2 separate regions of the Gossypium hirsutum genome follow, and region 2 is linked to region 1. The links are chromatin contacts, called in public Hi-C maps. All regions are on one chromosome and are shown on one strand. The core of a region is the stretch at or near the end of the contact, and the rest is flanking DNA. Distances in the headings are between cores, read along the strand shown. Region 1 holds the start of LOC107935862 (GATA transcription factor 4). Region 2 holds the start of LOC121204489.

The links. A called contact is a pair of places that touch in the nucleus more often than the background predicts.
Region 2: a Hi-C map of leaf shows a contact between it and region 1, with 1.7 times the contacts expected there. The contact joins the promoter of LOC121204489 here to the promoter of LOC107935862 in region 1. A contact is called at or near these places in 4 of 34 Hi-C or Micro-C datasets (all in leaf).

The regions. Positions count from the first base shown.
Region 1 is chrA08:105,796,304-105,801,120 of Gossypium_hirsutum_v2.1, reverse strand. LOC107935862 (GATA transcription factor 4) reads left to right here and starts at 2,290. Exons shown (of 2, transcript XM_016868490.2): 1 at 2,290-2,658; 2 at 2,750-3,645. The coding sequence starts at 2,440. The coding sequence ends at 3,298.
Region 2 is chrA08:106,104,525-106,109,341 of Gossypium_hirsutum_v2.1, reverse strand. LOC121204489 reads right to left here and starts at 2,535. Exons shown (of 2, transcript XM_041074339.1): 1 at 2,287-2,535; 2 at 1,383-1,901. The coding sequence starts at 2,534. The coding sequence ends at 1,625.

The DNA.
Region 1 (4,817 bases), core at 1,041-3,540:
TAAAATCTCTCCCAACGTGAACATGAAGCAAAACTTTTTTATATTTATATAAAAAAATTATTTCTTTTGAAAAAAGTGGTCCCTTCCAGCTATCTTTGCAGTGCCTGCCGGCCGACCTCCATGCATCTGTTTGCTCGCTTCTGAAACATGAAGCAAGCTATTTAGTATTTACTAACGAACCACTCCCTTCAAATATGCATTGTTTTAATGTAAATTGGAAACTGTAAACAAGATAATTATATATCAACTTGTAACATTTCATTTTAATTAAGAGGAGTGGCAGAAGAACCACTAATGTTGAAAGGAGCATGTGTGGATGAGTAAATTATGTTTTGTATAAACCTAAATCATAATGCTGGATGATTATAACATAACTAGCTTTACCCTCTTCCCATTTCTACGTTTGTGTTAATTCACCATTGCATATACCTATATTTACTATTCAAAGTTCACAAATAATACCAATTCTTAAAAACAATAATAATATCATGATAATTTTTATAAAAAAATATATATATCTACTCTTTTAAAAATCTCCATTCACCTAAAATACTACCTACTTATAGGGGCGAAGCCAGAAAATTTTCTTAGGGGGGCCGGATGAAATTTTAATTTTTTATAGTTTATATTTTTATAATTTGTAAAGGATTAAATTAAATTTTTATAATTTTAGGGGGGCCAAAGTGCAATTTTACCTTTACTAATTTAAAATTTTTTAAAAATTTCAATGACCTAAAATGAAAATTTCTATTTTAGGGGGGGCCGAGGCCCATGCCAGCCCTCCTGGCTACGCCCCTGCCTACTTATAAATCTATATACTATTATTTAAAATCAAAATTCGGTTGGTGTCACAAGTCACCCATGCCCCAACTCGGTTAGAAAAATTATTAAAATATCACTTCGTATTTTAAATGAGTTATTAGTTTTTTTTTTAATTTTTTAAAAAATTAAAATTATTGATATGGTAGAATTTGAACCGTACATCAATTACATTAATAAAATCTTAAATTCACAACTCAACCAAATCTTTATTTCAAAACTTTTTATACATTTTAATTTTGTTATGAATACTTTATTATTATTGCATGTTGCATAGGTATGTTATTATTATTAATTTCAAGTATTACATTTCATTATTTAATATATCTTACTTTTAAAAGCATATGTATTCTAAATATGATATATTCACATGCATACGCGTATGATAAAAGTTCTAGTTTTAATTCAATTAACTTAACATTTAAAAAATACTATCCATTCTATTATTTATTTTTAAATTTTTATTTTATTTTATTTTTTCACAATAAATTTCAATTTATATATAATTGCTTTCATAAAAGAAAGTTATATAAAGACAAATACACATTTTATAATATATATACCATTAGCATTTTTATTGTTGCAAGAACCTAAAGGTTAAGAGTAGAAAATTCAGAAACCTTTACAATTTGAACTGACGAAAATTTTGGCCTATGTGATTTGCACCGACTCATTTTGCGCAACTTTCGTCGCTCTAACTAAAACATTGTGCACCCATTAGTATATGAATAATGTTAACTATATATAAAAATATTATTTTTTTAATCATATATAACAATAAATAATAAAAAGTCAGAGCTTTAACAATTAAAATTTATCAATTTCAAACTTTAAAGATTGAACTTCAACCAATGTGAAGTTATAAACTTTAAAATTTAAAGTATCACAATTAATCAATAATATCTTATATAAGAATGGAAAGAAAAAAAAAAAACAGGCGAAATCCCTAAATGCTTGTGTAAGTTTTTATGGAGCTTTCATCTAATATAGTTAGTATATAAGATGATTTTGTTGCGAATAATTTCGTTGTTTAAGGTATACGATGATTTTTGGTTTAATGAATGAGGAATTTTTATTTATGAAATATATTATTTGAATATTTTATATAATGAATAAATATTTATATTTAAAATTTATTTATTTAATATCTTTATATACATCAATTAAATATTTTAAAAAATATATTAGATAAAATTTAAAATTATATACCCATAACAATTTCAATAAAAATACATTACAACCATTGGTGCCATACTAACAATAATTACATATTTTATATGTAAATATAATGACAACCACATCCATGTTTTTGTTCCTATTTACTACCACGATTAATTTAATATTTACTATAGTATAGTATATTATAAACTATACACAAACACATGCATGCATGAGGGATTAATCCATTTACTGTATGACTCTTTTATCTATTTTATATATTAAATTATAGATCCCAATTTTTTTTAAAAAGAAAAAAAGGAAATTGTAGTCATCTTGCACGTTCCTCTGCCCCCTCTTCCCATCCATATATCACTCACCTCTGCCTCTCTCCTTTCTCTGGCTCGTTCTTTTGAGGGAAAGAGAGCTGAGAGATCAGCTTTTTGGGGGGTGTATAAAAAGATGGATATCTATGGGATTTCAACTTCGGAACAATTAGATGTTGATGATCTTTTGGATTTGTCCAACGATGAGTTTTTTCCCTCTGCTTCGGCCGCCACCAGCCATGATCAGTTCCCTCCTTCTGAGACCCCTTTCAGCGACGCTTCCGCCGCTTCCTCCTCCTCTGCCGCCCTCACTCCCTCTTTCTCCTTAGACTTTAACCACGATATTTGCCTTCCCGTAATAACGAATTCCATGTTCGTTTTCTTACTTTATATTTATTTTTACTAGCATGCACGAATACATTTATTGTTGTGGTTTTTGTTTGCAGAGTGATGACGTGGCTGAGCTGGAGTGGTTGTCGCAGTTCGTTGAAGATTCCTTCACCGACTTCCCCTCATACTCGCTCCCCGGAATCCTTAACCCTAGAAATGATAACTCGTCGTTTTCAAGCAAAGCTCGGAGCAAGCGTTCCAGAGCGGTAACAACATTGAACGGCACAAACTGGACGACGACGACTTCTGGAGCTGCAGGTACCTTAACGGGAAAAACAAAGACGAAAAGGGAAATCCAACGTCAAGCATCCCCGGCGACGGTAGAAGGGATGAGGCGATGCTCACACTGCGCGTCGGAGAAGACCCCACAGTGGCGGACGGGGCCATTAGGACCGAAGACATTGTGCAACGCGTGTGGGGTCCGGTATAAATCGGGTCGGCTAGTGCCCGAATACAGACCCGCAGCGAGTCCGACATTTGTGTTGACTCAACACTCGAACTCCCACCGGAAGGTGTTGGAGCTGCGGCGGCAGAAGGAGGAGCAGTCGACGAGACGGCAGCAAGAGCAAGTGTGTCGTCAGCCGCACCGACAACAGGTGTGCTGAGGTGTAAAAGTGAGGGTAATCACGTTGAATAGGGGTGCTGTTGTTTGGAGCCCTTTGAATCAGTGTGTTTCACTTTCACCATCAAACGTCCGTTTTTTGGCGTTTCTGTTTAGTTTAATCTTTAGGAATTTTATTTTTAATAAAACAAGAAAAAAGAAAAAGTCATTAAATATTTGGGTTTCAGTTCAGCTGCCCTACCATTCATTGCTTTTATGAGCGTGACTTTCCACGTGACGCACCGCAACGCAGTGGCAGCTGATAACGGACCGCACACAAAAATAATGGCGTTTTCCCTTTCACGTGTAACTTTTTAGATAATGAAATTAAAATGTATAACTTTTTCTTTAGGAATGAATAAAATTAAGTTTTAAAAATATGAGATTAAAAAACTAATAGTATATAAAGCATAGTTTTGGAAGACAAATACTGGGAAGCTAATGATATGCTTCACCCACTCCAATCTTACAACTTTTTTTTTTTTCAAAATCAAAATTAGAGACAAGTTGTTGTTGAGTTATTATTGCTCCGTTTCAATATATTTACTAAAATCTTTTATTTTTATATTTTCGAATTATTATTTTTTGTTATAAAATTAATGATTCATTTGGTTATTAGTCTAATAATATGACACAAAATATTATTTATATATGTGTATTACAAATTACAATAGGGCAAATTAGTGAAAATTGCCACTTTCAATAAAGAAACTAGCTTATGAAAAACGCTTTTAAAAAAAAAGAGCATTTTCTTTTAACAATTTTGCTTTTTAATTTGTTGGTTAAATGCTTGTATTTTCTACTGTTGGGTCTCATCTCATGTTTATTTGGTTTATTTTTTCTAATGAATGATTCAAGCTCTCTTTTCTTTTCTTTTTTATTAATAAGCAAGTTATTTTCGAGTTTTTAATTATTTTATTTTATTTTTTAATTAATAACTTCTTTATTTATATGGAAAAATAATAAATATGTAATTATATAATCAAAATAATTTTTACATATATTATGTTAAATATATATTTTTAAAATATTAACTAATTTTTTTATATAATTTTTTAAATATGATTTTTATATGTCAAATATTTATTTTTTACATACATTGAGAGTATTTTAAATTTTAATTTTATAAAAATATATATTTTAAATATCACTATTTTTTACCTACATTGTGGTATGATAAATCTAGTATATAAAATTAATTAATTATTTTAGATATAATTGTTTTTAGTAAATATATTTTTTATATGTAAAATATTTAGTTTTTCCATTCATATTACGGGTGTGGTAAATTTTAGTATTATATATTTTTGTATGTGTATTTTAAATAATTATTTGAAATATTTTACATATAAAAATAATGTTTAATTTATAAAAATATGTCGCTTTTTTATAAAATTTAAGAATTTAGGCACTTTTTTTTATATTTATGAGAATAGGTTGTTTTTGAAGAGGGAAAATGAAAACGCATCTTACAGGACGCTTTTTCAAGCAATGGTAACATTCCCCCATCACAATTTCAACGG
Region 2 (4,817 bases), core at 1,286-3,785, 310 kb before region 1:
CTTTAATGAACTGGATGACACATCATTAAAAATGAAGACAGTGTGAAAAACTTTTGCTGATACAATATAAATTTAAGAAAATATAAATGAACTCATTAATGGTTTTGGGGACAAAGGAATATAACATATGATATCCAAGTGCAAATCAGATATGTGTGCTCACATGCAATTTGCAATCATAAGCATAACCTGGTTTTTTTAATGAATGAAAACAAATTATGAAACATCTTTAAATGTAGACATATAACCATAAATATTCGACAGTTGCATGTTAATCTTCAAAAGATTCTAGAATTCCAACTATTTGCTTGAAAGTTGGACAATGGAAGGTGGAGGAGAGAGAGCAAGTGAAAGCAGCAACCATGTGATAACTTTTTCATGATTGTTTGGAAAGAAAGGAAGTACATCCACAATTGAAAAATGGGTTAATGTTTGATATATTGAAAGATTATAAGTTTGACAGATAATTTAAAACTTTTAAAAGTAAGATGAGAGATTTGATAATGAAGAAAGCTTTGGGTAATTTATGTTACTTGGGTGCCATCAACTGGAGGTACAGGTCATGGCTTCATTTTCACTTCAATATATATATAGCCCAATAAGAAAGGTTTTTCTTGGTTTCTCATATATGGCCAAAAGCAGATACAGTGGAAGGAGATCTTATCAGCTAAATATTTTTTGTACTTGAGAGATATTTCATACAACTACGGGTCAACAATGCAGTACAATACAAACAGTAAGAAATATCAAAAATCGAATGACTTAAATGAATGGCCTAGGAGAGCCACAATCTGCTAAAAAAAACTCCGTCCTTTCCTGTCTCTGCTAGCTACTCTAGTAGATCAAGGCCAAGCTACATTTACCATGTGTTTCTCTTCTTCACGGAAGGGCATTTTGACATTTCTTTCTTTTCTTTTTTTTTTAAATGAAAAAAAAAAACTTATTTTGTAGGCAATTCTTTCCTCTCTTTTTTCCCTCAAAAATAATAATGGAGGGCCTAGCAATTAAAGCCTTTCAATGAATCTGCAGCTTTAGGTACTATGAATTCTTTGGCCAAGAGGCAACCATTGAAGTGCATTCAATTCTCCTTAAGAGACTCAACAAATTAGTGAAAGGAAATGAAGGTGCTGAAACTCATCCCATTAACCCTTATTGCGATGATGATAACAAACCCTAGCTAGATAAAACACTAGATCATATGCTTATCCAAATCATCCCGCTAGGTTACAGATGATCCAACATTTGTTAATGACTGTCAAATAGATTGGTATATTTTATTTGATGATCCAACATTTTCATGCACGAAAAACCTATATGAATATCTCATCTGTCATGCATCCATAATCTTACAAACTTTAGCCTAATTAGCAGTGGAACAAAGAGATCGAAAACAAAAGCTTAAAAACCTGTGCCAACGATCCAGTTTGAATATAATTACATTATTTTATTAACAAAACTTACCGAAAAAGTGAAAAAAAAAGCCATACTGCCAACAAATTCATCCATAACCCTGAAAAGAAACGCTGGATAACAACAACTTATGAACAAGTTTTGCTACTATCGACAACACACAAAGTTTTCTCGACACAAACTCTTTTCTTTTTCCTTTGGAAATTAAGTGTTTTTAACACATCACATCCTTGAGAAGCTTGTACCTGCGTGTCGTAGGCCTTGGAGAGGGCGTCCCACTGCTCTTTCCTTTCTGATCATCACCACTTTCGTCTCGATCCTGTAGCTTGATTTTGTCACCCGAATACTCGGATCGGTTTATAATTCCACTCTCGTTTCCAGTTGTTGGTTTCTTTGAAGACCTTCCTTGCCTCGAGTTCTTTGCTTCGCTTTGGCACCAATCACACAGTTCAATTGGTTCAGCGAACTCGCTGTAGTAATTACTGCAATACCTGCAGCCAGCATCAAGAGCTTGTTTAACTTTCGACCCATAAAATATAAATAGAATTTGAAAAAAAAAAAGTACATATGGCTATGATGAAAACATTAATATATTTTATATACGCTTTAAGAAGGAAAATATGATAACCCCTATGATTTCCATTCCGTCTAATACGAAACCATTACGTTTGGTGGTGGTTGTTGGGTGGTGCTTGGTGGAGATGGGTGTTATCTAACTGTGATGATGAACGATAAAATGAATTAAGGGTATCTAACTATCTATCAACCCATGATGATGATGATGATGGTGATGATTAGATATATGCATATATACACATGAAGATGGATGGACTATGATGATGGGGAACAGAGGAAAAAAAACAAAGAAATCCATACGAGTGTTGAAAGCGGTGGCGGCATTTGTTGCAGCGGAAGAGTTTGTCAGGAAAACCAACGTCGCCGCACATGCAGCATACAGTTTGAAGATCCACCATTGTTGATGGTGAAAAAAAAAAACTAAGAGAATATAAAGAGGAGGAAGAAGATTTGGTGAAAGAGAGTAAAAGAAAAAAAAAAAACAAAGAACAAGAGATAAATACGAGAGAACCATATGATCTATATATAAAGAAAAGAGTGATGGCCATAGAGTCGGTGTCTATCGAAAAAAAGTAATATATATTCACAGGTAGACCACAAGTTGCTTGCAGTCGTTTTCAGTTAGAGAGAGATGTTAACCTTAAAATTGATGTCTAAAAATGACTGTTATGTCCTGGGCTGGGCTTTAAACCTTTTAATCTATTTTTTTTTAAAATTTCCATCTTTTGTCCTCTTCCGGTTCTGTGCCTCCTTTTACTCCGCGCACCTCTTCTCTCCGGTCTCCCCACCATTATAACAAAATTTTGTGTTTATAGAATTTATAATTAAATTACCCTAATTTTATTTTTATTATTGTCTTTTATCTTCTGTCTTGTTCCACATAAATGAATTGGGTTTATGTTTACGGCATCCTATACAGTTAACTTATATTCTTTATAGTCTACGTATTTTATTTCGAAAATATATAGCTTGAGTTTTAAGATATATAATGTAATCGATAAAATAACCTACACAACAGGCACTATTATTAATTCACCTCTAAAATTATATTTATATAACTTGTTTTATAATAATTTATTATCATTTAACTCGTTGACTCCATATAATATCAAATATAAATAAATTTAAGATTTATACATTGTCAATGTATAATCATATGAAGTATCAATGAGTTATTAATAACAATTTTTTAAAATTAAGTTAAATGGTCGATTGAATCTTAACTTGATTGGCGTAGATTTTGTTGTCAATGTAAGAAGACGCAAGTTTGAGTGCGTTGAAACGTATTATCCTCCTATTTATGAGTTGGAGAGATTATGGATAGTTATAAGAATTGTGTTAAAAAGAACAGATACGATTTAAATCTATGATGAGGTTTATCGCTAGAGTAAGAGAATGTGAGTTTAAACATCTTAAAACGTGTTTATCCTTTTATCTAAAGATGAAAAAGAATTATAGGTAATTTTAAACAATTGTATAAAAAAACTATCCTGATAAGTTTTTCCTCAATTCTAATTTAGGTTAATACATATAAAAGATGTTAATGGCAGGGTTGTGCTAAACCTATCCCGTAAAGGCTTAAACTTTTTTGCTCAAACAAAAGGGGTTTTGAAAATTAGAAGGAAGGGAAAATCAATATGAACAGTGTTCTTGGACGGTAGATTCATTTTTTACTTAATTATTTGCATTTTTTATTAAAAAGAAAATAAAGGGTAAAAACTCCAAGTTTTGACTAAGTGGACTATGTCATGCGTGGGCACGTTAAGAGACTGGGTTGGCATTTTCGCATATGTTGGAAATAGTGAAAGGGAATGGGAAAATTGGTGATAAAGTACAAAAACTATTGAGTTTCATTTTTAGGCAGAAATTCAATGCAAACTTTCACCTCCAGAATTTGTTTGATTTTTCTGACTCCTCTTTCCGTAGCCTCCCCAAATAATAGGCTATCGTTTGTAAAAAAGAAAATATGATATTTCCAGTTTTTGTGGGTAAGTCCTAGCCCCTTTTATCAATCCCTCTCTAATTGCTAATCTTATTAACGATGACAGTTTCTCGCTGTAGATTAGAAATAAATAGGTATTGAGTGGATCGCATTGTTCTGATCCTCTTTCTGGTATAATATGATTTCCTAGTTCCCTATTCAGTATAATCGAGTATGACACTTTTCATCAAAAAAAGAGTATGACACTGAACTTATATAGTGCATTTTTATATCTACCTAAGCCATATCAAACCCATCTTTATCATCATTTGCCTTAGGAAATCCCATTGCACCCTATTATATGCCTTATTCGTATCTAATTTTAGTGAAAATAGACCATTTATGCTCGATCTTTCTGCTTGAAAAATTGCAATATTTCATAGGGTAGTAGGAATAATCCGTGATTAATCGACCCGGAACAAGCGTGCTTTGTGCTTCATACACTTGTTTAACACTTTTTGAAACCAGTTAGATAATGTTTTTGATATAATTTTGTACAACTCTAAGCACAAGCTTATGGGTCGAAACTGCTTTAGATCATTTGGCTTAGCAATTTTTGGAATGAAGACTATATGGGTAAGATTAATACTTGATAAGTGCTAAAGTAACATGTTTTAACTTCATTCTTAACGCATATTTGGGTGATTATCCGATGTTAATTGTGAATTTTATACCTCTAATCCTTTAAATTCATGTTTTAATGCTTAATAGAGCACTTGGAAGCAAAAGGAGCAAAAAATGAGTGAAAACCAGAGCGTCGGAGCAAGTTGAAGGAGCCACATGGGTTACACCTTTTCACACAGCCATGTGACCCGTATGAGCTTGTTGTAGGCCATTTTGATTTCACGGG